4 separate regions of the Mus musculus genome follow, and all the other regions are linked to region 4. The links are chromatin contacts, called in public Hi-C maps. All regions are on one chromosome and are shown on one strand. Each heading gives the region's core, a stretch centred on a gene start, on an enhancer-like site or on the middle of the called end of the contact. The rest is flanking DNA. Distances are from core to core; before and after follow the strand shown.

What was found. Hi-C and Micro-C count contacts between places; a contact is called where the count stands out from the background.
Region 1: a contact with region 4 is called in a Hi-C map of cerebellar granule neurons, with 2.7 times the contacts expected there. The contact joins two enhancer-like sites. A contact is called at or near these places in 3 of 484 Hi-C or Micro-C datasets (brain, cerebellar granule neurons and cerebellum).
Region 2: a Hi-C map of cerebellum shows a contact between it and region 4, with 2.0 times the contacts expected there. The contact joins two enhancer-like sites. A contact is called at or near these places in 3 of 484 Hi-C or Micro-C datasets (cerebellar granule neurons and cerebellum).
Region 3: a contact with region 4 is called in a Hi-C map of cerebellum, with 2.9 times the contacts expected there. The contact joins two enhancer-like sites. A contact is called at or near these places in 4 of 484 Hi-C or Micro-C datasets (brain, cerebellar granule neurons and cerebellum).

Annotation. Positions count from the first base shown.
Region 1 is chr12:89,699,403-89,706,020 of GRCm38.p6, forward strand. All of the region lies in intron 14 of Nrxn3 (neurexin III), which reads left to right. Among named protein-coding and RNA genes, the nearest start is that of Gm40538, 710 kb to the right of the region's middle. Within about 2 kb of position 1,934, at least 2 of the 459 cell types and tissues checked have an H3K27ac peak or open chromatin away from gene starts, as enhancers often do. A contact at or near this core is called in cerebellar granule neurons, where this site is marked.
Region 2 is chr12:89,500,910-89,507,450 of GRCm38.p6, forward strand. It overlaps Nrxn3 (neurexin III), which reads left to right. Exons shown (of 20, transcript NM_001198587.3): 10 at 2,109-2,228. Among named protein-coding and RNA genes, the nearest start is that of Gm40537, 530 kb to the left of the region's middle. Within about 2 kb of position 4,437, at least 9 of the 459 cell types and tissues checked have an H3K27ac peak or open chromatin away from gene starts, as enhancers often do. A contact at or near this core is called in cerebellar granule neurons and cerebellum, where this site is marked.
Region 3 is chr12:89,553,555-89,559,948 of GRCm38.p6, forward strand. The region is part of intron 14 of Nrxn3 (neurexin III); the gene reads left to right. Among named protein-coding and RNA genes, the nearest start is that of Gm40537, 580 kb to the left of the region's middle. Within about 2 kb of position 1,392, at least 4 of the 459 cell types and tissues checked have an H3K27ac peak or open chromatin away from gene starts, as enhancers often do. A contact at or near this core is called in cerebellar granule neurons and cerebellum, where this site is marked.
Region 4 is chr12:90,424,401-90,430,611 of GRCm38.p6, forward strand. No RefSeq gene overlaps it. Among named protein-coding and RNA genes, the nearest start is that of Gm40538, 19 kb to the left of the region's middle. Within about 2 kb of position 1,426, at least 13 of the 459 cell types and tissues checked have an H3K27ac peak or open chromatin away from gene starts, as enhancers often do. A contact at or near this core is called in cerebellar granule neurons and cerebellum, where this site is marked.

The DNA of each region.
Region 1 (6,618 bases), core at 684-3,183, 720 kb before region 4:
AGTCTCTCTTGTGTGGAGGGGTTTACTGCAGAAAAAAAAAAGCACATGAGGGAGAGGAAATAGATCAGTGAGTTAGCCAGCTAGATTTAACACGCAGCCAGATGGGTGTAAAGTGGTGAGAGCAAAGAAGGGGACTGGACCAATTATCTTTCCCTTTCCCAGGCTCCCTCCCCATCTTCTTCCACAGTGACTCTGCCCTGACTGAGAAGTGCAGAAGCCAGCAGCAGCTCTCTGGGAGGGAGCTGACTTTCAAGGCTTACACGCCCCTCTGTTGTAATTCCTTCTTTCATTTGCTGAGTATCATTGGTAATTTCCATGTAAATTTGCTCAGGGTAGCAATTTAGCAGCTTCTCTGTTGACAAATGAGGAACAGCTCAGGCATTTCATCACTTGTGCGGAGGTGGGATTGGCATTTGCAAGCCTTTGGAGGGGTGCAGAGACTGATGCTGAGAGTGGGTTTTCTCGGGAAAGCCACATTTTCTGGGTATTCTATTTAATTTTCTATATTTTTAGATAGGGAGGGGATACATGGGTCGGGGTATTTTCTAGAGAGATACTGTTTAAATGTTCTTTCGGTCATGTGCTTGATAAAAGCAATTCAAAGACAGTAAGAAAGAAGGACCCTCCTAAGTGCCTAAGACCCTCCTAAGATCCTTCAAAACTAGGTGTGTCACTTGACCAAGTGTCTCTCATAGTCCATTCTTGCAGAGAGACTTTGGAATTCTGTCTGAGATAACTAGGGAGAGTTACAGGAAAGGCAACATAACCTCATTTGCAAAACCCACTATTTTTATTTTAAGTTTGTGTGTGAGTATATGTATGTGTATGTTTGTGTGTCTTTTTGTATGTGGTAAATATGTGTACAGATATGAGTGCACAGATATGTGTTTGTGCATTGCAAATGTCCTCCTTTTTTATTGTTCTCCACCAAGTCTGTCACTGAACCTGGAGCTCATTATTTAGATGGTAAGCTCCAGGAATCTGCCTATCTCTGCCTTGCCCCTGTTAGAATTACAGGTTCATATTGCTTCTGCTGTGTGTGTGTGTGTGTGTGTGTGTGTGTGTGTGTGTGTGTGTGTATGGGAAAGATCCAATTTTAAGTACCCTTACTAGAGTGGCAAGGGATTTATCAACTGACCACATCTCTAAAATTTTCCTTGGCCATTTAACAATAATTCTTGTTTACTTTTCATCATCAAACATTCCCACTGGGAAGTTTCAGACTTAAATTTGGCATCACACCAAAGTCTTTTTTATTTAGTTCTACATCCCATAATCTAGTGTTGACTTCAAAGTAGATTAAATAGTAAAGGAGCTATTATTCTCCTGCATGAATCAAAGCCTTTAGCTTTGATCTAAGTTCACTCTGAGACAGTTCATTTACATCTCTTCTGTACCTTATCCCGAAACCGGACAGCCTCCTACACTGATATGAAGGCAGGCAGATGGAGAAGTTTTGAAAAGCTCCAATTCCAGGTTACATGGTCCTTCTTTATGACAACCAGTGATTTTTGTCCATTATGCATTCACAATAGGACTATGAATATGTCCACTAATTTACAGTTCTGTTCTAAATGACAAACAATGTTAATATGGCAGGGCTCCTACTTTTAAGGAGTCCTTAGTTTAGGGAACAGGAAAGAGCCAATGAACAAAGAAACCATGTACTGTGTCTGAACATCAGAAAGACCAAGCTCATGTTTAGAGAAGACAGTTAAACAGAGACAGGGATGGCTAGAAGATGGCAGCTCTTCACAGATCCGGGGAGGAATGTTCCTGTCAGAAAAGATTGCTGAAACAAAAGATTGCTGAGGTTGGAAAGCACTTGGTGAGTTGATGAATTGGGCACAGAGCCAGATGGCTGTCTGCAAGCGAGGTTTGTCCAGAGTGGGAAGAGGATGCTACAGTTTTAGCTGTACACACTATCTCTGGCAGAATGGGCTTTATTTTGAAGTTCAAGCTGACAGAATAAAGAACACCACATCTCCTCCGTTGTTCTCATGTCTCACTTTCTTTTCTTTTCTCTCCATTCTTCCCACCCTCCTCTCCTCCCTCCCTTCTCTTTTTTTTCTTCCTCATTTCTTTTGACTTTTGTTTGTTTGTTTGTTTGTTTGTAAGTTTTTCAAGCAGGGTTTTTCTGTGTAGCCCTGGCTATCCTAGAACTATGGTCACCAGGCTGGCCTTGAATTCAGAGATCTGCCTGCCTCTGCCTCTAAGTGCTGGGATCAAATGTGGGCACTACCACTGCCCTAAGGGATTGTATCCTTTTCACACCCTGTCTGACTTGAGCATAACTCATCAGCAAACTCAGAAACTATTTTCTTTTTCCTCGGATCCAGCGGAAGTTAGGGACTGCCTAAGCTTAGAACTTTCTTTAGATTTGTGTTAGAACAAGTTTTCTTGCTGTCATCTAGAGACCAGCTCAGTACACATTCTCTGTCCCTTTCCACATAGACTCTAGCCTGCCTGCCATCTTAACATCCTTCTCAGTCTCTTCCCTCCACAGTCTGCCTTAAAGAATTCCCATCATTGCAGAGTCTTTCTTCTCCTATAGCTAAAGCCAAAGCTGATATTTTTGTTTCTGTTTTCCTCCTTTAAATCTCATTTTATCCACTTGGAAAACATAACAGTTACTATTTTGGGAGGACTAGAATTGCTTTCAGTTTGGAGTTTTTTAATTCATTCTAAAATGCATATGCACAGATAGACAGGCAGATAGTTTGAGAGAGAGAGAGAGAGGGAGAGAGAGAGGGGTATTATGGATCAGACCAAGAACTTTATAAGAAAATCATTTCCTGGCATCATCTTGGTTCACAATATGATTTACTTTGGACTGGACAGTAAATTGGAACATAATAACCATATCTGACATCTCCCCAGAGAGACTCAAGTGCCCTAAAATAATACTATATTATTTTTCTGTTATTGTGAAAAAGCACCTTGACCTAAGTTGACCTGCATAAGCATCTATTTTGCTTATGTTTCCAGAGGGAGAGTCCATAATGCAGAGGAAGCATGGCAATGGACAGCTACGGCAGCAAGATCATAATTTCAACCACAGGCAGAAAGCAGAGAGTACCAACTAGAACTGGGGCAAAGCTATAAACTCTCAAAGCCTTCTTTGAGTGATGTGCATCCCGTAACACCTGGGAGGTGTGTCAGCTCCCTAAACAGTGCCATCCACTAGGTAACAATTACTCAAATACACAGGCTTATTGGGGATGTTCCTCACTCAAATCACCACAAATGCATCCCCCTTTTCTACTTCTTTGATGATTAGCCAAAGAGTTCTCACAGAGAACACCGGCAAGCAGATCTACTTTGTATCTCTTGTTCTCATGTGTGGTTAACCATGAGTATGGATTCTCAAGTGTCTCTCCTGGATTAATTTACAAGCTTTCTTACTGAGCCTATATTGCTGTACAATGAGAACTGCTTTCTACATTAGGCTGGGTCAGGTTCAACTTTTGAAAATAGCTAGATAATAAAAATTCGGAGTTTTCGATTATGATACTTACAAGTAACTCTCTCTTTCCCCCCTCTCCTTCCTTTGTACACTCCAATTTGTAGTATAGAAAAATGTGCCTTGTAGGTATGGGGAATGTGGTGATGGAAGACTGTGAGGAGCAGGCTTACAGGAAATGTGACTGCTACCCCCTGCCACTCATTCCTCACATTCAAACCAAAGTCACCACTTTCCACTGCCAGCTTGTGTTCACCTCCCCATCCTCCATGTGAAGTCGCCATCTGACCTGGCTATGGAGGAGATGCCACTTCTCTGCAGGAGATCTACCACAGGAGCTAAAAATAAGGGCTGCTATATTTCTGTAGACACTGCTAACCCAATTAGAGCAAAAAAAAAAAAAATTAAAGGAAATTACAGCCTCATTAACTAGAAGCAGGAAAACTCTAATAAGGCAAACTAAATCAGTTACACAAAAATCAAAATAATTTGAAACCACTTATCACTGAAATGGAAGCAGAAGCTGAATTGCAGTCTTTACACGAACCAGTAAATCATAGAAGTCCAAGATTTCCATACAACAAGAGGTAACTCAAGCCATCCTTCATGGAAATCCAAAATTAACTGGAAAGAGATTTCTAGAAATTGCCACCTTTATATATATATCCTTCTTAATGGCATTTGTTTAAAATGTGATCGGGCTCTAGAACCATTTTAAGTCTTTGACATTGACAAAAGGTATGTATTTCTTGAAATATTTTATCAGAGAGATGTGATTGATTGATTGGTGTCAGAATTTGATTTATCCTCAATTGCAGGGGCCAGGCTATTAAGTGTGTATCACTCAGCGGTAACCACCTTGCATCTCATTATCTTATAATTTGCATTATTAAAATTCCCTTCTCTGAAGAGATCCATATTCCTTTTAGATTTATCTTATTTTTAGTTGGTAAATAATTTTGTGTATATGTGGGATATGATGTCATCTCTGAATATGTGTATACATTGGAGAATTATCAGGTCATGGCTACAAAGCTGCTGTTAGAGATTCAAAATAATTTTTTTTTTGCTTTTTTTGGTTTGCACATTTGTTTGTTTGATTTGTTTCATTTCATCGCCAAGTAGAAGCAAAATGTACTTCTTTGAAGAAATTTGTCTTGGAATAACTTAGAGGAGTTTTTACCTGTCTGTAACAGACTATAACACACACACACACACACACACACACACACACATACACACACACACACATTCAAATATGGATTCAGAAACAATATTTTGTGTTGTAGTGAATACGTAGGAAACTGCACACACAGAGTACAAGATGGTTTCATAAGTCAGGTAGATATGAAAGACACTGAAATGCCCCTGTGGGGTTGCAGTTTGCTTTGGACCATGACAAAGTCATTTCTCACCACTTCTGTTATCTTACTCATAAAATACAAGAGTTCACACATTTAGACCCATGTGACAAGAATTCTGCACTGATTTGGGGAAGATGGCCAGTGAGGTAGAGACTACTTTCCCAAGGCATATTTCCAATTTGCCAGACAAAGTAACCTTTTTAAAATCATCTGACTCACACATTGCTTAACAACTGGCTTATATCACCTGGATTTTACTGTGTGTTGCTAAAGCTATCTAACCATAACCGGTTTCAAATTTTTCCTCACTTCTTGTAAAACATGATTTTTTAGTACAAGTTAGGGTTTCAAACACTTCCATATAACAGTTTTATTAATGCAAATATACATGCATGCATTTAAGAAAGAGTCTTTATCAAACAGAAGACTTAAAATTAAATGAACGATCATTCGCTGTTACTTAAACAAGAGAAAGAATTTCCATACAGCCAGGAAACATTCATGTCACTTGTATGCAGACCTGGTTGAGCCACTGTGCTAATGCTTAGAATAATGTCACCGAGATTCCTGATCTGTCTGTCCTTCCTGGTTACCAGTCACTTTTGTTGAAATGTCAATGTGAAGAAACCAATGCTGGATCAGCTAATCACTGATTTGGGAGTTGTGAGAATTTCTGGAAACACTTAGACTTGAAAATCTCTGGTCATTTTCCTTTGGCCAGCTTGACATTCTCCAGGGTGCTATAATGAACTATTCATTGGAGTTTCCCATCTCCAGGCTTCCCAATGTGTCTTTCAGTTTATCTCAAGCATGCTAAAAATCAAGACACGGGAAAATTTAAAAACCAATGCAACTATGGAGCTCAAAAATACTGATTTAGGGAAAAAAACAACAGCAGCCTCACAGATGAAATCTGAATGGCATGGCTTAGTTTAGATTGTCTGGGCTTTTCCTGGGTTTTCTACAAAGATCATAGAACTCATCAAAAAAAAAAAAACAAAAAACAAAAACAAAAAACAAACAAACTGGCATTTCACATCTTTGCCTTTTTAGCAATTACAACTTTTCTTTCTTTCTTATCAAAACAACAACTATACTATTTTTATTTATCAGAAATATTAACTAGGGTACTCAGGGATTGTTGTGTAAGCCTTGACTGCCCACCTTGACACAGTACATTTGGAATGTGAATGGCTCTTTTAGAGATGCTTAATTCACAGCCTACATAACTATACCTGATAGCTTGATGTCAATCTCTTAACTGGAATTTAAACATTTAGAGCACAGAGATTATTGAATACACAAGGAGCTCAATAAGCCTTCAAGGAATCCAATTGAACTGACAAAGTCAGAGACTTGTTCCACCTCCGACTGCCAGAAAAATCAGCTGAGTTTCTCTAGGGTAGAGCCTATCTTGCAACCATGTGCTGTTTGGTGAACTATATTCTGAACTCTTGGAATCATGGTGCCTCTGGTTTTCCCTTGTAACCCTAATTTCCTCTCTTATTATGGCAAGACTATTCCTTCATTTATATATCTGTCAGGCTGCTGTAAGAGCTTTTATCTGTGTCTTGTTCCTTCTGGACCTCACTTAACCTCTCTTGACTGCAGTTTTCCCCTTGCAAAATGATAATCTCTACTCTGTGTGCATCACAAGATCTTAAGATGATCTAAAGAGGTCATTCCATCAGGAAGGCTCAATGGTAACTGAATCATATTATCAGTTACTTTAGTTAGTCATCTCATGAGTTTTGTAGCATTTTGATTATCCAAAAAAAAAAAAAAATCCAA
Region 2 (6,541 bases), core at 3,187-5,686, 920 kb before region 4:
AAATGCTAGCTTCATTGAAAATACTTTGGACCACACCAAAGCTTGTTTTACAGTTCTGAGGCTAATATGGTACGTGTGTAGTAGTGTCCCAAACAGACTGCGTTTGTGCTTGTCATTCTCTCTCTTATCTTGTCCCCAGTCATAAAAATTAAGTGATGTGAAAAAAATTGCCTAAAGAACAGATGCTACCTTCTAGGAGAGGTTTTAAATGGCTCATATCTGCAACAGTTCTGCCTCCATAGCCAATATTCTCCATATCCATCTTTGCTTTGTTCTTTCTTATCGAAGCATTTGCTTGTAGAATAAAGAGGATAAAAACATAAAACACAAAAGCAGATTCATTTGTTCGAAGAACATCTGTTCTTGTTATAAAAAGCACCCACATGATGTGGTCCATTTTCTCCCAAAGCCCTCTCATGAGGGGTTTGAAAGCTCTTCATCCATCTGAGGCTTGAGTTGACAGAGACAATGAATGGGTCTGTCTACTGATTTGAAACATAAGGGCAAGTGGCATTTTAGCGTATGAGTTCAAGATAATATTGAGAGACAAAATGGGATTAAATAGCAGTTGATTATTAGCAAACTTTTCTCCTAAGATTCATGCCATCGGTACCTGATTTGAGGCTCACTGGATTCGTTTTGTCAGTGAATATTCCAGATTCTTATTCATTGGAGTTGCATGTTTGATGGTGGAACCACACCAAATTAATTAATTAATTAATTAATTAATACAAATTAAAATAAATGAATAAATCTCTTTGTGCTGCAATTAAAATAAAATACTTCACTCTAATGTCTTTATTTTTCAAGGGGAGGAAAATCTCCCAATCTTTAACTACTTTGCAACTCTTACAGTCAGCCAAACTATGAATACTAATTACTCAATGTTTAAAAGTAGAAATTAACACTGCTTAGAGCTGAGTGATACTGTTGTTTTCTTTCCTACATAGTATATCATAGCTTCTCCTCTTACATAGTTTAATACATTCCAGGTCATCTTTAGCATGAAGCTGTCCACATATTGACTGATTCATCCAGGAATCCTTAAGCACCTGTAAGAACTGTGCTTTCTACCTCACACAGGGGGATGCTTAGTTTAAGTCCACAGCATCTCTGAAGTCGGCTCTGTCTTCAGATTTCCAGCTTGCATCAAGCATGACACACATTCTGTACTTAATCTATCTTCTCTTTCTAACAGGGAACATTTTAATTTAGCGTGTTTCCCCATCTTGCAGTCTTTTGCTATTAAACATCACAGTCCCCTACTTTCCAGACCATTGAATTTCATCTTGGCTATCTCAACATGGGTCCCTCAAGACAACTTATTTTATTTCTTTACCTAGTAGTACTTTATGTGAAACACTGTTTTGAACTGTACATGTTTGTTTTTGAAAATTTTGTTATTTCATTCTTTGAATCATTTAAGTTTTATTCTTTATATCTATCTATCTATCTATCTATCTATCTATCTATCTATCTATCTATCTATCTATCTTTTTGGAGGATGATGAACAATGAGAAAAGCCTGGGACCCCCCCAGGTTACCCAAGGAGTATCATTTGCAATGTTTAAACCTTGACATAATTTCACTTGTGTTGCTTACTTTTATGATTGCTATGGTTGCTAAATTCTGATAGGACTGTTGGTTAGTGGAAATGCTAAGTTAAGGTAATCTACCTTCAAGAGTTGTTTCTCACCCACTTGGTAAATATTTTGTAGACACCACACTAGTGTACTATGCTTAAAGAAGCAGGAAATTGATAAAAGTAAAATTATGATGAATTTCTTATATCTAGGACTTGGCAAAAATGCCAGCTGGTTATCTATTGCTATAAATCTTATTGAGTATTTTTAGTATTTAAGACCTAGTAACTATGAATAAAAGAGGGAACTTATTTTCCTCTTTATGGATGAATGTCCTCCATGTTTCAACTGAGATGCCTGCTTTTGGTGATTAATATAGAGGGTTCTGGGTTCTATAGGATCAGTGGAAATCGAATCTTTGGCCATCCTGGGTCATGTGCACCAATGTGGCTTTGATAAAGTCAGTGCTGTGAGCAATACACTGTGAAGTGGTTCTAACATTTGACACTTACCACCATTCTTAGGCAAAGGACCTGAGACCCTGTATGCAGGGCAGAAGCTCAATGACAATGAGTGGCACACCGTCCGGGTAGTGCGGAGAGGAAAAAGCCTTAAGCTAACAGTGGATGATGATGTGGCTGAGGGTAAGTGCAACTATGACAGGCTTTGCCTCTGCTTTACTGTCTTCTCTGACTTCCTCTTCTGAAACTTCTTTTTGGTTAAATAGAAGTCACAAAGCCTGCTCTTTGGACAAGAACAGGCAAGGCTAAGCATTGGCCCTTCCTCTGAATTTCACAATCTTTCTTCTTCAGCTTGTAGTAGACAGCTAGTCCCTTGTTGTAATATCATTCTCACCAGGCTCTATCTTTGATAGAGTCATGCCCAGAGAACAGGGGTAGAGCTGTATAAATCCTTCTATAATTAATAATTAAATATCCCTGATTAGTCACCCTCCATGTGTCTGTTCTTTCTACCAGCAAATGCATTACTCTTTTTAAGAAAATGGAGTGTCCAAAAATATAGAATTTCATAGGGAATATAATTAATATTGAAGAGTATGCTGTAGGAGGGGCTGGACATGTTTGACTTAATGGGCTGTTCATTTATTTAATTTTTATTCACTAAGTACCTACTGTATATCAAGCATTGTTATGGGAAGAACTGAACATATAGTGATGGCCAAATAGACAGATTCTCTGCAGAATGGAATCTGTATTTAGGAAGGCAATGTGTAAATGAATAAATTCATATGTATGTAAAAGAGTTCTGAGAGTCTCATACAAAGTGCAAGTGCTTCCTGCCAGCACACTATATGTTAGCAATATGCTCAAAGAGTGGAAGATAAAAGGTACACAAAAATTACCCATCTCCTATTATTAAACCAATAGAGTAGATTAGAAAATAGTATTTGAAAATGTTAAGATTACATCTTCAGATTCTGGTGTAGGTGGTGGGCTTATAATTGTCAGTCATATGAAAAAGCAACCAATTGTGGTTCAAAAATTAAGACTGGCAAAAGAAGGTAACCTCTCTTTCAGAATTTGATGGATAATTGTAATTAGTCAGGTGATGATCCTGAGTCTGCAGCCTAGCATCCAAGCACACATTATGCTGAAATCATATCCATATAAGGAAATAAACTCGAGGCAGCATGGGGCAATTACATGGAACTCTACTGGCATCTGAGCTGGCCTCTGATCTAGCCTTGACATTAACTCCCTGCAGGATGTTTAGGAAGCCACTTGCTATTCCTGACCCTTGTCTAATACAGGCTGCAGTCACAGCTGTCGCCCCCAGTGCCTCCTGTGAAGAGCAAGACAGTTGGACAGTCAGAATCCTAGGGTTTAATACAATCAGTGCCAGTAAATGGTTTTATGCCTTCGGGATAGATATACAAAATCTCATTTTCTTCAATTCCCCATCTTTCAATGTGAACTTCTGTTATTTTTAAGGCCCTTTCCATCATAAATGTTATGTGATAGTGAGTCCTAAACTTTAATTGATGAGTCTGATCTTTATTACCTCTGTAATTTAAGTGTAATTTTAGTGGAGTATAGTGTGTGTGTGTGTGTGTGTGTGTGTGTGTAGAGACAGAGACAGAGACACAGAGAGACAGAAATGGAGAGACAGAGACAGATCAATCTACATGGAGGAAAACACACAGCATATATCCATTTAGCATTGGATGTTGCGATAGCTGTTTTACAAGTATCAATTCATTTAATCCCCAATAATTCAATATTCTTTCAAAATAAATGTTCCTATTGTCACTTTACTGAAGAGGAATGGGATATTAGAGCTGTGTAATTAAGCTTCAAATTCACATCTGTGTGATTCCAAAGAAGGAAGCAGTTTGCTGCACTTTGCAATCCATCAAAAGAAAATGATTTCTCTTCCAGTGCAGGCAAACTATAGGGAAGTGAGGAAGGGCGAGGTGGGGAATACATTTCAGGATGTCTACCGTGGTACTTTGTCTCTTCCCTCCTAGAAAAGAAGGTATGCAGAGTCATACCAATTATCCCATATCCAATTCCACAGAGACCCAAATCAGTCTTTGGAAATAGCATCTGACCTACAGACCATCAGAGTAGCTTAATGGTATAAAATTAATGTAGAAAATGAGATGAAAGAAAAAAAAAAGATTATGTTGTTTAGAAGCCACTTTCAATCTCCATTAATTATTCAAGCTGTCCCCATGAGCTGTGAGGTCAAACAGGGGCCTGCAAATGCTATGGTGGTGAGTAGCACTAATTCTTTTGGATTTGGCTGGTTAAAATCCCAGAAAGGCACAATTTACAGCATGTTGTGAATAGAGGCCACTAGGTGGCACTCTCACCCCAATCTCGCTTAGCAGTGTGTGCCTTTCATTTTCCTGGAAAAACACAAAGAACACAAAGATTTGCAGAACTAAGGGTACAATAATCCCTTGCCTTGATCATTGTTCTTTTATAGAACCTTTGGAATAAAGGCAATTACATGCTGTGCTTTCTGTTAGTCCCAACAATTAGAACACAGGGCTAAAGCGTGGAATGTCCAAGCCATCTAGTAATTTTATTTGAAATTAATAAATCCTTTCACTTTCTGCCATACCTCCTACCTCAATGCTGGTGGCAGGCAGCAGCTACAAAGAAGAAAGGAATTTGGGAGAGGTAGAGAGTTAGTGTCTTTGTCTGGTATTTTTGTTGTTGTTGATGTTTTTTTTTTTTTCTTTTTTTTCTTTTTTTTTTCAAACAGTGAAAGCAGGTTTGGGAATTTACTTTTAATTTAGAGAATTCGTTAAACCAGGTTGTGAATCTAAAATATACATAGACCCCCAAGTTATAAATGGTGCCTTACTGGCTTACTTAGTAATCCCTTTCATGCCATCGAAGGTCCCCCAGTGTGACAAATTTCTAACTAGTCTACACAAATGACAGAGAGTAGGCCAGGCTCACATGTTACCAAAGGCCAGGAAAGAATTAGTTTCCAACCTGGTGTTTTTCACTTATTATCATATAATTATATTCTTAGAAAAGTATTAAGTTCAGTTGACAGTTAATAAGGCTTGATTGATTGACTGGGCTGGATTTCTATTATGAATAACAAATTAAAAGAATGCCTTTCTTGGTTTACACTCCTCAGAGCAGCGACCTGATGTGCTAAAACCACACACTTGGCATGGAACTTCTCGCTAGTGTAAAAACTCACCCCACTTCTGCCCAGTTGACTTCTCTCTTCTCCACCTACACTTTAATTTGTCAAAGATTCCAAGAAATCATATTATACAGGTTAATAAAAGTTGATAAAGTGAGCATAGGAAAGCTTTGGTCAAATGAAGCTCTTCATTACAAGATTCATGGGGCCCCTTTGATAAGCTAATGCACATTGCTGTTCACCAATAATTAGATATGCATCAATTGCTTTAGATTATTTTTAAGAATAAGGTATTTTATGATATGGCATGCTTTTAAAATGTGCTGAACACCTGATGGAAAATGTTTAGATCAAGTGAGGCTGGAGAATTGTGACATAAATGTGAAAATTCCCCAACTGGGCCTTTTTAAGTCCTCCTTTTCTTCATATTCTCATGTGTTTGGAAGTCATGGGCAATCTAATGCTTTCTCCTGGCATTTCCCAATATTATTATTACTAACATAATTATTATCATTACTATTATTATTTGGCTAAGCTTGGACTGTTGGCCCAGATTCACACATACACACAAAATTGGTCCTACAAATTCTGACCTTCGAGTTGACATCTCAAATATGAGCCCACTGCATGTTATCCCACTCTACCACTTATACTTGCTGAACTCAGCCTCTGCTGTATGCCATTGGACATCCAGAAGGCACTAGAATGGTCCATGTATAAGAAGACATTGCTTGCAAATTAATTGAGAAATGATTAAAATGACCAAAGAAAGGAAAACAGTGAATGCAGAATAATTTGTATTAGCCAATAATTAAGGTCCCAGACACTTTCAAGATGTCTTATGTGCTGATGCCTTTAATTCTGACAGCTTCAGACTCAATTCACAAATGGAAAATGGAGGTACACAAACATTAAGAACCTCATCCAAGGCAACCTAGTGACATGTTTACTATGTGGTATGGTCTCTTGGGAAATTACAGATCAGGCAAGAGTTCTCCTAGATTCAATTCCATCATCATTCAGAATTGTAGTATGTGGATGACTTGTCACCTGCCAGTAAACTATGGAAGTAAGTGCACTACAAAGGGTCAAGGCAACATGGTTGTTTTTTTGGGAAACAGGCCCAATCAATTACCCTGAATTAGATAGAATAGCATGTGAGAGTGTGAGATACCCAGCTACCCAGCTGTGGAGAAAAAGTAAGGACTCTAGTACATTTCCTACCTGGCACTGGCAACATCAATTTAATCTATAGCTTTTTCTGAGCAAGAATATAAAGAATGAATCAAAACTCTCTTCAGAGATATTAGAGCACACACATACA
Region 3 (6,394 bases), core at 142-2,641, 870 kb before region 4:
GGCTGCAATAAATATTCTATCCTCTCCCCAACTTTGTTTCCTGCTCTGATTAAAATTCACCTTATAAACAGATAGGATGGCTTGAGATTATGAAATCAAAACACACAAGAATTATTCAGTCTCTGTTGCTCATTTTCTCCTCTGTGAATAATTTCTGCTGACAGGTGACCAGTGAGGCCATCTGTCTCTTTATTACACAAGCCTGTGGTGGGTCCCGTCTCCTCTGCCCTGGAGTTAAATGAAGGTTTCTTTGACAAGAGAATAATATAGGCCAGCAAATGTAATGCGATTTTAGGACATTCATGATTTCTTTTTAGGAATATGAACACAAATATTTTCTTCCTATGATTGAAATGTAAGTATTTCTTAAAGATTCAGGTAGATACATATCATTAAAATAACCCAACCATTCTCAGTATTAGGAAGTCTAGAAAAACTACTAATGTTTCAGAATTTGTAGTGTCATTTTCTTTGAGTATTTCATTTATTTTGATCCATTCAAATGATTCATTGGGGGGGGGATGTCTATGTCATAATAGATTGCTTTATTGTTCAACATAGCCTCTAAATTTGATTAGGAAAATGAAATCTACGAAGTACCTCAGCTATAGATTTTGGAAAAAAATGATTTGAATGTAATGTTCACTTCTCTTTCTGTGTTAGTTCAGAGGGAAAGGATTTTGATTGTTTGTTTGTTTGTTTGTTTGTTTTAAAAGACAACTGTAAAACTAACAAACTATTCACCCACCTATTCATCACCATTTTGGTCATATCTGCACTTCACACATGTTATCCCTAGAGGAGATTATCCAGTGCCAATTGGAGGGGAACTCATCCCTAGACTGATAATGTTCTTCCGGTTATTTGTTGAAGTTTGCCAAATGACTAAAGACTTACGGAGTCCAGACAGGGAAGCCACTTTTCCCTTAGTGGAAATCTATTTTTATGATTCCTGTTCTACCATATGAATATAATCAGATAGAAATTAGAATGTACTAGCTAAGAAATGAAATAAAACTTATAAGAAACACTTTGGGAAACTTTTCTAAGACTTCAGACCACGGCAGACTAATCTATTTCCTCTTGATTCTGTTTATAGTCTTTCATTTGATTACCATTACCTCAACAGAGAGAACTGAGATGTAATCTTTGGGATAGCCGTCTCAAAAGTTACAGAGCTAGGAGACAGGGAACGGAGGTGGCAATCCAGCTTTACCTATGAGAAATGAGTTCCTTTCTCTATGATATCACCTTGTTGTATGCAAAGATACAAGGTAGGATTACAACCACATTCCCACAGAGGAATGCAATAGAATCCAGCCATAGTCTAGATGGCCAGACACTGGTCACCTAAATGCCTAGTGCTATAAGAGGATACTTGGCAAACAGGAGTATAGACAGATGGTGCCCAACCCACACATCTCTATTTATGTAGAGGCCCCCAGTGTTTGTGTTAGCAGGTTTGGATGTTAATAAAAGAAATTGTTTGTTCTTTCTTTTTATGCCTGCAATTCATTTTTAGTGTAGATTTAAAAAGAAGAATTTGTAAGATCACTAGATACCAAGAGACGTGTGAGCAAAGCCAAAAGTGTATTAGGTTTAAAAGGGAAAGCCTGTGCATACATTATAAACAAACAAACAAATAAACAAATAAATGTTTGCCATTTGTCCACTAGAGGGTACTGTGAGTCCATTGGTCAATTTAATGGATAGGATCTTTTTTTTTCTTTTTCTGCTTTTTTTTAAATTCCTCCTTTTCCCCATGTTGGTCAAGGGAAAATGGAGGGAATCAGGACTAAGAGGAGTAAACAGTGGATATTCTCAATGTGAGTTTTTTCTCAGTCATGACCCTTCTTTATAAGCAAGAAAATTAAACACATTTGGAGAGTTTCAACATGCTCTTGTCAGTGTCCTTGTTATAAACCATACTCATGTATTTTGATAAAGAGCATTGATACTCGGAATCAGGTAAGTTCCTGTTATGAGCAGATATTTCAACAGGAAGCACTGACAAAAATGCCTTTCCTCCTACAGACAGTGTGTGGGAAATAGATGGCATGAATGAGAAATGACTAAAATACCATCCAACTGAGTCTGTCATTTGAGGTTCCCAATGAAGGACGATCGCTTTTGAGATTGCTCTAGGACACATGCACAGCTCAACAAGTGCTTTCCTTTTCTTAAAGTCTGTTATCAACGAAAACAGAAAAGGCAAGGCATGACCCTGTAATTTCCTTGAATTTGTCCAAAGCACGAAGTTTCTGTCTGAATATTACTATGTACTAAACAAGATTCTGGGCAGTGGAAAGATGGAGATGAAAGATAAACTCCATCCCCCAAGAATTCTAAATCCAGGGGTATAACTCGCCAGTGGTTTGAGAGACATTATAAATAGAAATTAGAGGTAGATAAGAAGCTATTTAAATACTCAGCTATAGGATCTATTGTAGCCCCCCAATGTTTGGCATCCGAGAGCAGGGGCAGTAGGCAAGTAGATACACATCTAATATTGTACTCATCATGACCACTTGACCTCTTGCAACATTCAGTTCTCACTCTTAGCCTAGGGCTGCAGACCAAGAGATGTTAGCAACCTGGATGTCTGCTGGCTTCCACGTCTCTGTATTCCTTCTCTGGCACCTTAGAACCATTTGCCAGCTCTCCACTCTTTTGCCATATCTATAAAAGATACCAGCTCTACCTCCACTTTCCTTGCTGTTGACATGATGGCTCTCTCCCTTGATGCTGCTTCTTCAGTTACCAGTGGCTCTAGCTAGTGTGGCATGGATCACCTGCTTCTCTTAGGATGACATTCCACTGGGTGTGGCTGGGATTATTCAGGCACAAGCTTTTCCTACTGTAGGTGTCAGGATCCTAGGTACATTGAATTCCTGCACAAGATCACTAGGTGGTTTCTGGCAGCTTACATGGAAGTGGCACCACAGTGGTTACCAGTGATGGGTCTGGGGCTCTAAGGTAGCTTCCCCTCTATCTTTCAGACAAACACACCAAGGCCTCTGCCCCATTTATTTAGCACTGAAATGATGATTGCTAGTTCTTTGCCCTCAGGTCTAGAGCTGGGCAGCTGGATGCTGTTCTCAAACAAGGCTGTTCAAAGAATCCAGCACCAGGTACAGGAAACACAATGAGAGTCACTGGGACTTAATTCAATGTAGCTGGACCCCATTAGTATTTGTGTTTGTAGATGTGTCTATGCCTGGAAGCCATGAACATATGCTGGGCTGTTTGGAAACCCACCACTGAGAAACTGAAGCTGTATGGACGCTGGTGATACCAGGTAGTATGGATTCTCAGCTGACAAGCCACTAGGTAATGCACACAAGACACATGCCACACCAGGGGCCCAGAGGGAATCAAGCTGTTGACTATAATGGTGTTCATTCCACTCTCAAGGTACAGATGCTACACACAGCCCCACCCAGAAGATCCAGTTTGATTTTGAGCCTGAAGGATCAGTCTGCTGCCTTAGAGTAGGGTCCATTGCCTCATGAGCTGGGCATTCAAGCTGCTGTTGCCTTCCCAGCACTCCCTACTCTTCTCTACTACATCCTTCTTCATATTTCCAGCTTAACCTGCAATGCTTTGGTCCTCACACTGTAGCATCGGGGGAAGCAGCGAAGCAAGAGTGGCTCCCAGCTGATTCCCAGAGTGAGCCTACATAGCTTGAAATGTGGGTGTCTGGATCAGTCATGGGTATTTGGACACTCATAGTCTTGCATCGAGTGTCGTTCACAGTCATTAAGTCTTATGTTTTGGGCCAGTCGTGAGCTTCCTCCCCACCCCCTGCCCAGGGGAAGTATACCACCTCTTGCCAAGGTAGATGTAGTGCATCTATGGCTTATTATTGTAAAACATATGGTGTAAATTGCTTCAAGCACTTTTTGTGATATGCCTGCAGAAGCCAGGGCAATTAATTTTTTTTTTAATGTGGCTATCTGAAGACATTTGTGACCATGGGGGCTAGCATCAGGGTGGTGCAGCTGCCTGTGTGACTGACTGTGGTTTTGCTCAAGGAGACTCACACAGCAAGAACATCTAGAACTGCTCCATCTCTGGTGGGTTTTTTTTTTTGTGTGTGTGTGTGTGTGTTTTTTTTTTTTTGTTTGTTTGTTTTTTGCTTTTTGAAACAAGAAAATGGCAGAGAGAGAACTTAAAATATAAATAACTTAACATTACCACTACAGGTGACTTTTAACAGATTCCAGTAGTCTTAACACTGCTTTAAAAGTGTCCAATGCCTAGGGTGTGATGGGTTCCCCAGTCTGTCTTGATGGGAACAATTAAGAGATGACATTGTACAAGACAGTGTGCATGGCTGGTAGAAGGCAGTGAGAGTCAGGAAGACATTGAAGGGGCAGTAAATCAGAGTGGGGTAGCTAAGACAGTCTAGAAGAACAACTAGACTGCACAAGGAAGAAGAGATACAGGTATAACTAATGTGAGCATAGGTGTTTGGAGAATTGAGTGGTCTGGGCCATGATGATGTTCACATGGGATGGAGCTAGAAATTTGGGAAGTAGCTAGGGTCTAGAATTAGGGAGATTGAGTACAAGTTTAATATGAGCTGTTTTCTAAAATACATAGTTGAGACCTTAAAGAAAAAGCTCATACACTAGCTATATAACCCTATGCATCCATCACCATGTTCTAAAAGGTGTAATAGTGCCATAGAAAGCATCTAGACTTCAGGCTTCTGTGGCTTGTGTCACAGTTTCCTAGACTTCAGGGTGATTTTAGAGCTTGACTTTCCTTCTGAAACTTTCCAGCCTATTAAAAAATTGATTTTGCAAGAGCCAGCAAGCTCCTTGACTTAATTATTTAAGGGTTGCTTGGTATTTTCACTATTTCTTCCAGATTATGAACAGAGGGGCCTTGTAAAGGCTCTGACCAGGCTCATTTAACCTCTGCTAAGCAAGTTTCTTCGTGTGCGTGTGTGTGCTTGTGCGTGTGTGTGTGTGTGTGTGTGTGTGTGTGTGTATGTGTGTGTGAGAGAGAGAATATTTGTATGTGTGTATGTGTGTCTGTGTGTGTGTGAGTATGTGTGTGTCTGTGTGAGTGTGTCTGTGTGTGTATGTGTGAGTATGTGTGTGTATCTGTGTGAGTGTGTGTATGTGTGTATGTGTGTGTGTGAGTATGTGTGTATCTCTGTGTGTGTGTGTGTGTTAGGGAGGAATGATTTGCAGTAAGAACTCTGCTAATGGAGTTTGCAGGTTTACAGGTATAAAATTCACTGAGTAAGACTCAGAGTCAAATGTCCTCCAAGTCAGAAAGGGTTCCTGTACTCTTGGAAAGTCCATTAGTACTTGTAAATTCCCAAGTTCAAATGCTATTTTGTAGGCAGTTAAAAATAATCTGCATTATATGATTGTATTATAATGGCTTACACAAGTAACCTAAGATTGTAACCATTGGTTAGTTCACTGTTTTCCTTGGTGTCTGTGTGTGGTTTCCTGTGCTTGTTACAGAGACAGGGTTTAAAGCTAACCCTTTATGTTCTTTGCTTCATTCTCTGTGTATCAAAGCTACTTTCACAATGTTGGTATTCAGTACCCACTAAGAGCAATAGCCACTTCCCTTTCTGTGGGTAGCACTGTCCTGCAGGGGATCATTAACTTTTCCTGAAGAAGCTTTGTCTCTGAGATGCTGCCTGCCTTCCTGTTCCTATTCACATTAGACACTTCCAACTGCCTTGTTGATTAGAAAATGCTAAATCATAACTTCCATTAAATGAAGTTTCCCCGTACCTTAATTATTTAGTAGTTAGAGAATTTACCCAATTTTACTGACCAATTCTATTTGACTATTGTCTTGGGTAGTCTGTAAGTGATCCTAGTGGATGATCTATGTAGTTCTAAGAGAAATGCTGCTTTCTAGTCATAAAGGCTGAAAAGATGGCTTAGGGTTTAAGACACTTTCCAGCAAGCCTAAAGACTTGAGTTCAATCTTTGATACTTGAAACTAGCTCTTACAAGTTTCTCTCTGACCTCACATGTATGACATGTCACCTGTAAATAATACATGCACACATGATAATGCATAAGATGTAATAAAACTGATGTAATAATTCATAACTATTGCATTTACTGATAACAATGGAAAATATCAAGTGTATGTATTAAGTTGTTCATCAAGCAGTTATAAAGTCCCTACTGTGTTAATATGTTTAGGACTAGAGGCATCATGGGAAGCAATTTTTTTTTTTTTTTTTTTTGCTCTCCTGTGGTTTATAACAGTTAAAATGCTTTTGGTTCATTGAATCACGAATTTCTCCACAGAGTCTGGAGCGAGGATGCTCGGAGTCAGATGGAGGATGCTCCAAGCTCTCAGTCTCTGGAGTGAGCTGCGAAGTGGCTATATCCACATGCAAAGGGCT
Region 4 (6,211 bases), core at 176-2,675:
GTGTGTGTGTGTGTGTGTGTTTGCACCTCCATGTATGAGTACAGCATGTGGTGGCCAGAGGAGGAGGTTCTTGCTGGATGCCCTCCCTGTTTTATTCTTTGGAGACAGTGTCTCTGACTGAATGTGGAGCTAGTCTGATGGACAGCAACTTCATCCAGCCTCCTGTTTCCACCTCCAGGAACACTGGGGTTCAAAGCCTATGCAACCACACATTGCTTTTGGTTTTGTTTTTTTTTTTAATTCAGTTCTGGGATCTTAACTTAGGTCTTCAAACCTGAAGAGCATGTTCTCTTGCTCACTGAGTCATTTCTTGGTTTCCTGGAAGAAAATATCTTCCTATGATAGATAATATCTCCTTTTCTGTTGGGAAAGATCTTTTGTACAGAGGGGCTCAGCTCTAAGAAACACTTCTGGAATTGAGACAGTTGTTGATTCACACTGAGAGTCTTGTCTCTGATACACTATATACGGAAGTTACTTTGGTATATTTGCACAAAGAAATACCTTAAAGCCGTTAGGATAATAAAGGAAGCTGAGAGTAGTTCTCTCTATTAATTCACTTAAACTGCAACACCTCCTCTGGACCTAATAAAATGCCACTGAGAAATAAGATTAGGAGAAATTGGTACTTTCTGTATTCTTCAGATTTTCTTATTCCTCTATGACTGGGGCTCTTCTAGTACATGAGGATGGATAGAGTCTAAGATGGTGGGAAAGCTAAGGGAAGAGAAAGCTATTGTCTTCTCAGTTCTTTGAATGTGGCTTCTGACATTAGCATAACAGGACTTCTTGAACAGTGACATTGGCTCGGTTAGGGCATCCAGGAGAGCAATTCTCCTTCCTCCAAGAAGTTCCCATGAGGCTTTGTTGCTAGGGAACCTGTCTTGGTTTCTCCCTCTCTGTGGAAGGGACAATATACATCCATCAGCCTTGCTATCCCAAGACTGTTTGCCATCGAAGAGGCCAAAGGTTTCTTGTTTGCAATTTCATCAGAGAGTTGTTCTCATCCAGCCAAATGCATGAAGAGGATGGCAAGCATCCTGCATCCTCACTCCCAACAGGGAGCTCATGAAAAAGCCCACATTCTGGTATTGCTTTAGAGTGGGCTGAAGCAGCTGTTGAACAGCAACTCTATACAAGACTGAAGAACAAATTCCAATTCTGATGGAATCTTTCAGGGAAAATTCAGGTGGCAGAATGTCAGCATATGAGTCAGGACGGTGAGATTGTATAACACCTCGATTCTCTTACCTAAAAGGAATCTAGGATCTTTACCAGCAGTAATTCAGCAAGAAGTGAATTTTATAACATCATGATGGCAAAAGAGTCAAATCTCTGGCCAGCAGCCCCCTTGTAGGAAGCCTGGCTTTCATCAGCATCCGGCACCTCCTGCCTGTGCCCTTGGCAGGCCCCCAAGAGAGGCAAGGATGCCACTAAATCCTGCCAACTTGCAAAGCAGCCAGGAGCTCAGCAGAAGGTGTGTGCTTCCTGGCTTCTCCTGGAGTCCATCTGGATGCTCCCTCACACCTGTTTGGGAGGGATTTGGAGGCCTGGTTTACAAATGTAAACGTGGCTTAAACATTCTGGTCCATTGCTGATCGCTGACCCGCTGACCATGAACCCGTATTTTTGAGAGACTTGATGCAAAGAGATCATTTCTATGGCCTTTCTCCTCTTCCCTTGTCAACCTCAGATGGTGAAAATATGCCACTCCATATTTAAAAAATAAATAAATAAAGAAGAAGCCTGGGATGAACAGATGTAAAGGTGATTTCAATTTCTCAATAAAGGTGACACTAGGCCAAATTTGATATTACACTAAGCCCCACATAACGTTTAAAAATGAGTTTTTTCGGCCATAAAATTACTAATTGATCTGTCTTGTAAAAAGATAAAGGAAATGAATGCCTATTTGAGTTTCATTTCTGTCAGCCTCCCAACTCCTTATTTTATGTAGTGCAAAATGAATTTTAATGAAGCAGCTTCCAAATTTCAAAATATGTCATTACCCTCGGAAGTAATTGCCACGTCCGACTGCCTTTTCCTCTCTTAGTGTCTGCCTTTCCAGTATGGAAGTCAATGTTCCGTGCCATACGCTCTTCCACATGCCATTTGAGAAAAACAAATTAGGAAAAGACTGTGCCAGGAAGAAGTCATCTCTCTAGTCCTTCAACAACTATTTAGAGAACTCTGCTGTATATAAGATGCTGGGGTGAGGTGGGGCAGGGGTTTGTGCTGGTGAGTAGGTATGCATATCTTCCTGCGGATGTAGGTGTGTGTGCATTTGGATGCTTGTGTACAGAGATCAGAATGATGATGACGGTTTTCTCTATCAATCTTGACCTCAGGTTTTGAGACAGGGTCTCTGAATGATCCTGAAGCTCACCAATTCAGCTAGCTATTCTGTCCAGTGGACTCCAGGGGACACCTGTCTCTGCCCACCTTAGCATTGGCATTGCCGATGCTTGCCACTGGCCTCAAATTTTTATGAGTACCAGGGATGGAATTCAGGTCCCCCTGCTTTCATAGCAAGCCTTTTACGGACTGAACACCATCCCGATGTAGTATGTTTGGGTGCTTCCAAAGAGACTAAAATGTAAAATAGTGAAAGCCCCCTTATGCATTTTAATGTCGCACAGCAATAAAATGAGCATGCAGTTATATAACAGTCAAATGATTATTAATGCTATGAATAAAAAGAATGGATATTGTTGGATGGGAAAAGACAGAAAATAGGAACATACAGTACCAAGCAAACAGACACACACACACACACACACACACTCACTCACTCACTCACAGGAGACAGGGAGAGAGAACGAGAATGAATATGCCAATAAAATGGTAATGAAGGGGAGAGTCCAGTGGCAGTCTGAGAACAGAGCTTCTTATCTGGATGACCTCAGTCTTTACTCTTGAGATCTTGAGAACATCCTGTATTTGTGTAAGGATCATTCATATGAACCAGTATAATAAGCAACAGAGAGGAGAGAGGAGAGGGGAGAGGGGAGAGGGGAGAGGGGAGAGGGGAGAGGGGAGAGGGGAGAGGGGAGAGGAAAGGACAGAGAGGACAGAGAGGAGAGAGGAGAGAGAGGGGAGAGAGGGGAGAGAGGGGAGGAGAAAGAGAGAGGAGAGAGAGGGGACAGAGAGGAGAGAGAGAGGAGAGAGAGAGAGAGAGAGAGAGAGAGAGAGAGAGAGAGAGAGAGAGAGAGAGAGAGAGAGAAGAGATCTGTATCAGAGGATACATTTGTTCCTTTTGTCTTGACCTTCTTTTCTAGATGGCTTTATGGCTCAATCCAGATTATTACTAATAGAATATCTCGTCAAAGGTCTCTCAAAGTCACCTGGCTTTAATGAACATTTTGCCTTATTCAATCATGCCAAATAACTTTTCTTCATAGACTTTATCACCATCTAGTTTCATATTAAATATGCATTTGTTCAATGCCTTCCTTCTAAGCAGAGTAAAGCTCTGAGCAGTATAGACTGTGGACCTTGTTGCTTACAAAGCCCCAAGATCCAGCAACTAGACCTAATACATAATAACGCAAAAATCATTTGTCAAGTGAATTAATGACAGCAAAAACAATAGCATTTTAGAGTTACTCCTCATGAGATTTTTGAGATTAAGTAACCCACGAATGCCAGAGACTTCTAGTTATCTTCTAATATTATTTTCATGTTTTTTACAATAATATAATCTATTATTTTATTTGACAGAATGGCATCCCAGAACAAAGACTCTATTTCCAGAAACTGATTTTTAGTTTCAGATGTTCATGTGACTAACTTTCAGCCAAAAATGTCCAGGTCAAAGAGTTGCATGCAATTGTGGGACAAAGATTTCCAAAAGACACAGGTGGTAGGAGTCCACTCTACCTGTGTGTTCCCAGTGACTGTAGCCTGGGCATGCTGACTGGAATTCAAGACTTCAAGCATTTGCCTTGAAACTTTAGATGGCCTACCTTAAAAAGCACAAGAAAACCCCTGAGGATCACAAGCTAAGGAGAGAACGAGTCACTGAGGTGACACACTGTTAAATCATGCCAGTTTATTACCACAGGGCTACTTAAATTCACAAGAAAACATACTTCTTTATTATTCCATTTTCTGAGATGATTACAACACATTTGAAGTAAGGGAAATATATAAAGAAAAGAAGTTTACCTAGTCCATAGTTCTGGAGGTTAATGGGGTATGGTATACATATCAGCTTGACTTTGATTAAGGCCCCATAGTGGGTGACATACAGTATTCACCTAGGAAGTGGGAGAAAGTAGGGAGTGACCACACTTAGTTTCAACCGAATCCCAATCAGTTCTCCAGAGAGGGCTGTTAGCAAAAACATCACTGTGCCTTGGATAGGTAGCACCTTGAATTATATCCTACTAGATTCTGCCTTTGTAAAGTTTCTGCTTTAAACTCAGCACCACGAGATTGGGAGTCAGTTCTCTAATACCTGAGCCGTTGGAATGCCAAACCACATCCAAATATTGCCTTTCCACTCCGTGTCCCTCAAGGTTCAAGGCCTTTCACAATACAAAATGCATTCATGCCTGGTACTTCAAAATTTCTAACCTTCTACTGCATAGTTTAAAAGTCTTAGTACAGAGGTGGGTATCATTAGCCTATGCCTATAATTGCTGTACAAGTAGAGGCAGGAAGATTATGAATTCGAGGACATCTTCAGCTTCACAGTGAGTTCCAGGCCATCTTTTTGAGAACTTGTCTCAGAACAAACAAGCTAATACCAGAAAAATCAACAACAACAAAAAAGAAGGAAAACAACACCAAAACTAACAAACAAAACCAAAACAAAGCCCAAGTTTGAAGTCTCCTAAGAGTCAAGGCAAACTTTCAGTTGAAGGCCCTGAAAATATTAGAATGAATTATATATTTTTAAAAATATATTTGTAAGACAGGTATAGGGTTAATACTCTGATTTCAAAAGGAAGAAATTTGGAAATAGAAAAGGGAAATTGGCTTAAACCAAACCAACCCTTTTAAAACCTAGGGGGGCAAACACTGAACCCTGCAGGACCAAGCTCAGCATCCCGGATGCACTGTGGCAGATGGGTGAACCTCTAAGATCTGAAACAGACCTGCTTTTATGGTTTTCATGACTGCTGGGAACCCCTAGCTCTTTTGTGCTGTGTGCTGGTATTGGTAGCTTTTCCCATAGGTGTTCTATGCTGTTTACTGCTTTGTCTCTCTGGGGTTCCCACTGAAGCTGAAGCTACCTCCTATGGCTCCACTAACCATCGTAGCACTTGAGGTTGTCACAGGGACTGACCCTTAGCAAACTTCTGATCTCCAAAGTCTTCCTTTGAAAATCCAGGTGACAGCAGATGCTGATGAGGATGTGGAGAAAGAGGAACAGTCCTCCATTGTTGGTGGGATTGCAAGCTTGTAGAGCCACTCTGGAAATCAGTCTGGCGGTTCCTCAGAAAATTGGACATAGTACTACCGGAGGATTCCACAATACCTCTCCTGGGCATATATCCAGAAGATATCCCAACCGGTAAGAAGGACACATGCCCCACTATGTTCATAGCAGCCTTATTTATAATAGCCAGAAGCTGGAAAGAACCCAGATGCCCCTCAACAGAGGAATGGATACAGAAAATGTGGTACATCTACACAATGGAGTACTACTCAGCTATTAAAAAGAATGAATTTGTGAAATATTAGGCAAGTGGTTGGACCTGGAGGGCATCATCCTGAGTGCGGTAACCCAAGCACAAAGGAACTCACACAATATGTACTCACTGATAAGTGGATATTAGCCCAGAAACTTAGGATACCCAAGATATAAGATACAATTTGCTAAACGCATGAAACTCAAGAAGAACGAGTGCTGTAGGTTTGAATGTAGCTGCAGCTATAGGGCACTTAGAGAAAATTAGGCATAGCACCTATATACATTCCTTCCTGGGCTAACCTGTGGAGGTGACCCCGAGGGTCTTCCCTGAAACAATTCTCTCCTGAAAGGCCTCTGGACCTGTGATAAGAGGATAAATGACAAGCTAGCTGAGATTCCTTCAAGGCCTTTTACTGTCTAAATGCACAGTATTGGCTCCTGCTCACCAATCTCTTTGGTAAGCAATAGCCCAGGCAGTTATTTGCATTCTTTTCTCCATGGAAACCACTCCATTCTCTTTTCCTTTGGTTCCAAAGTCTCACTGTAAGTTTGACTAAACACTGTAGATAA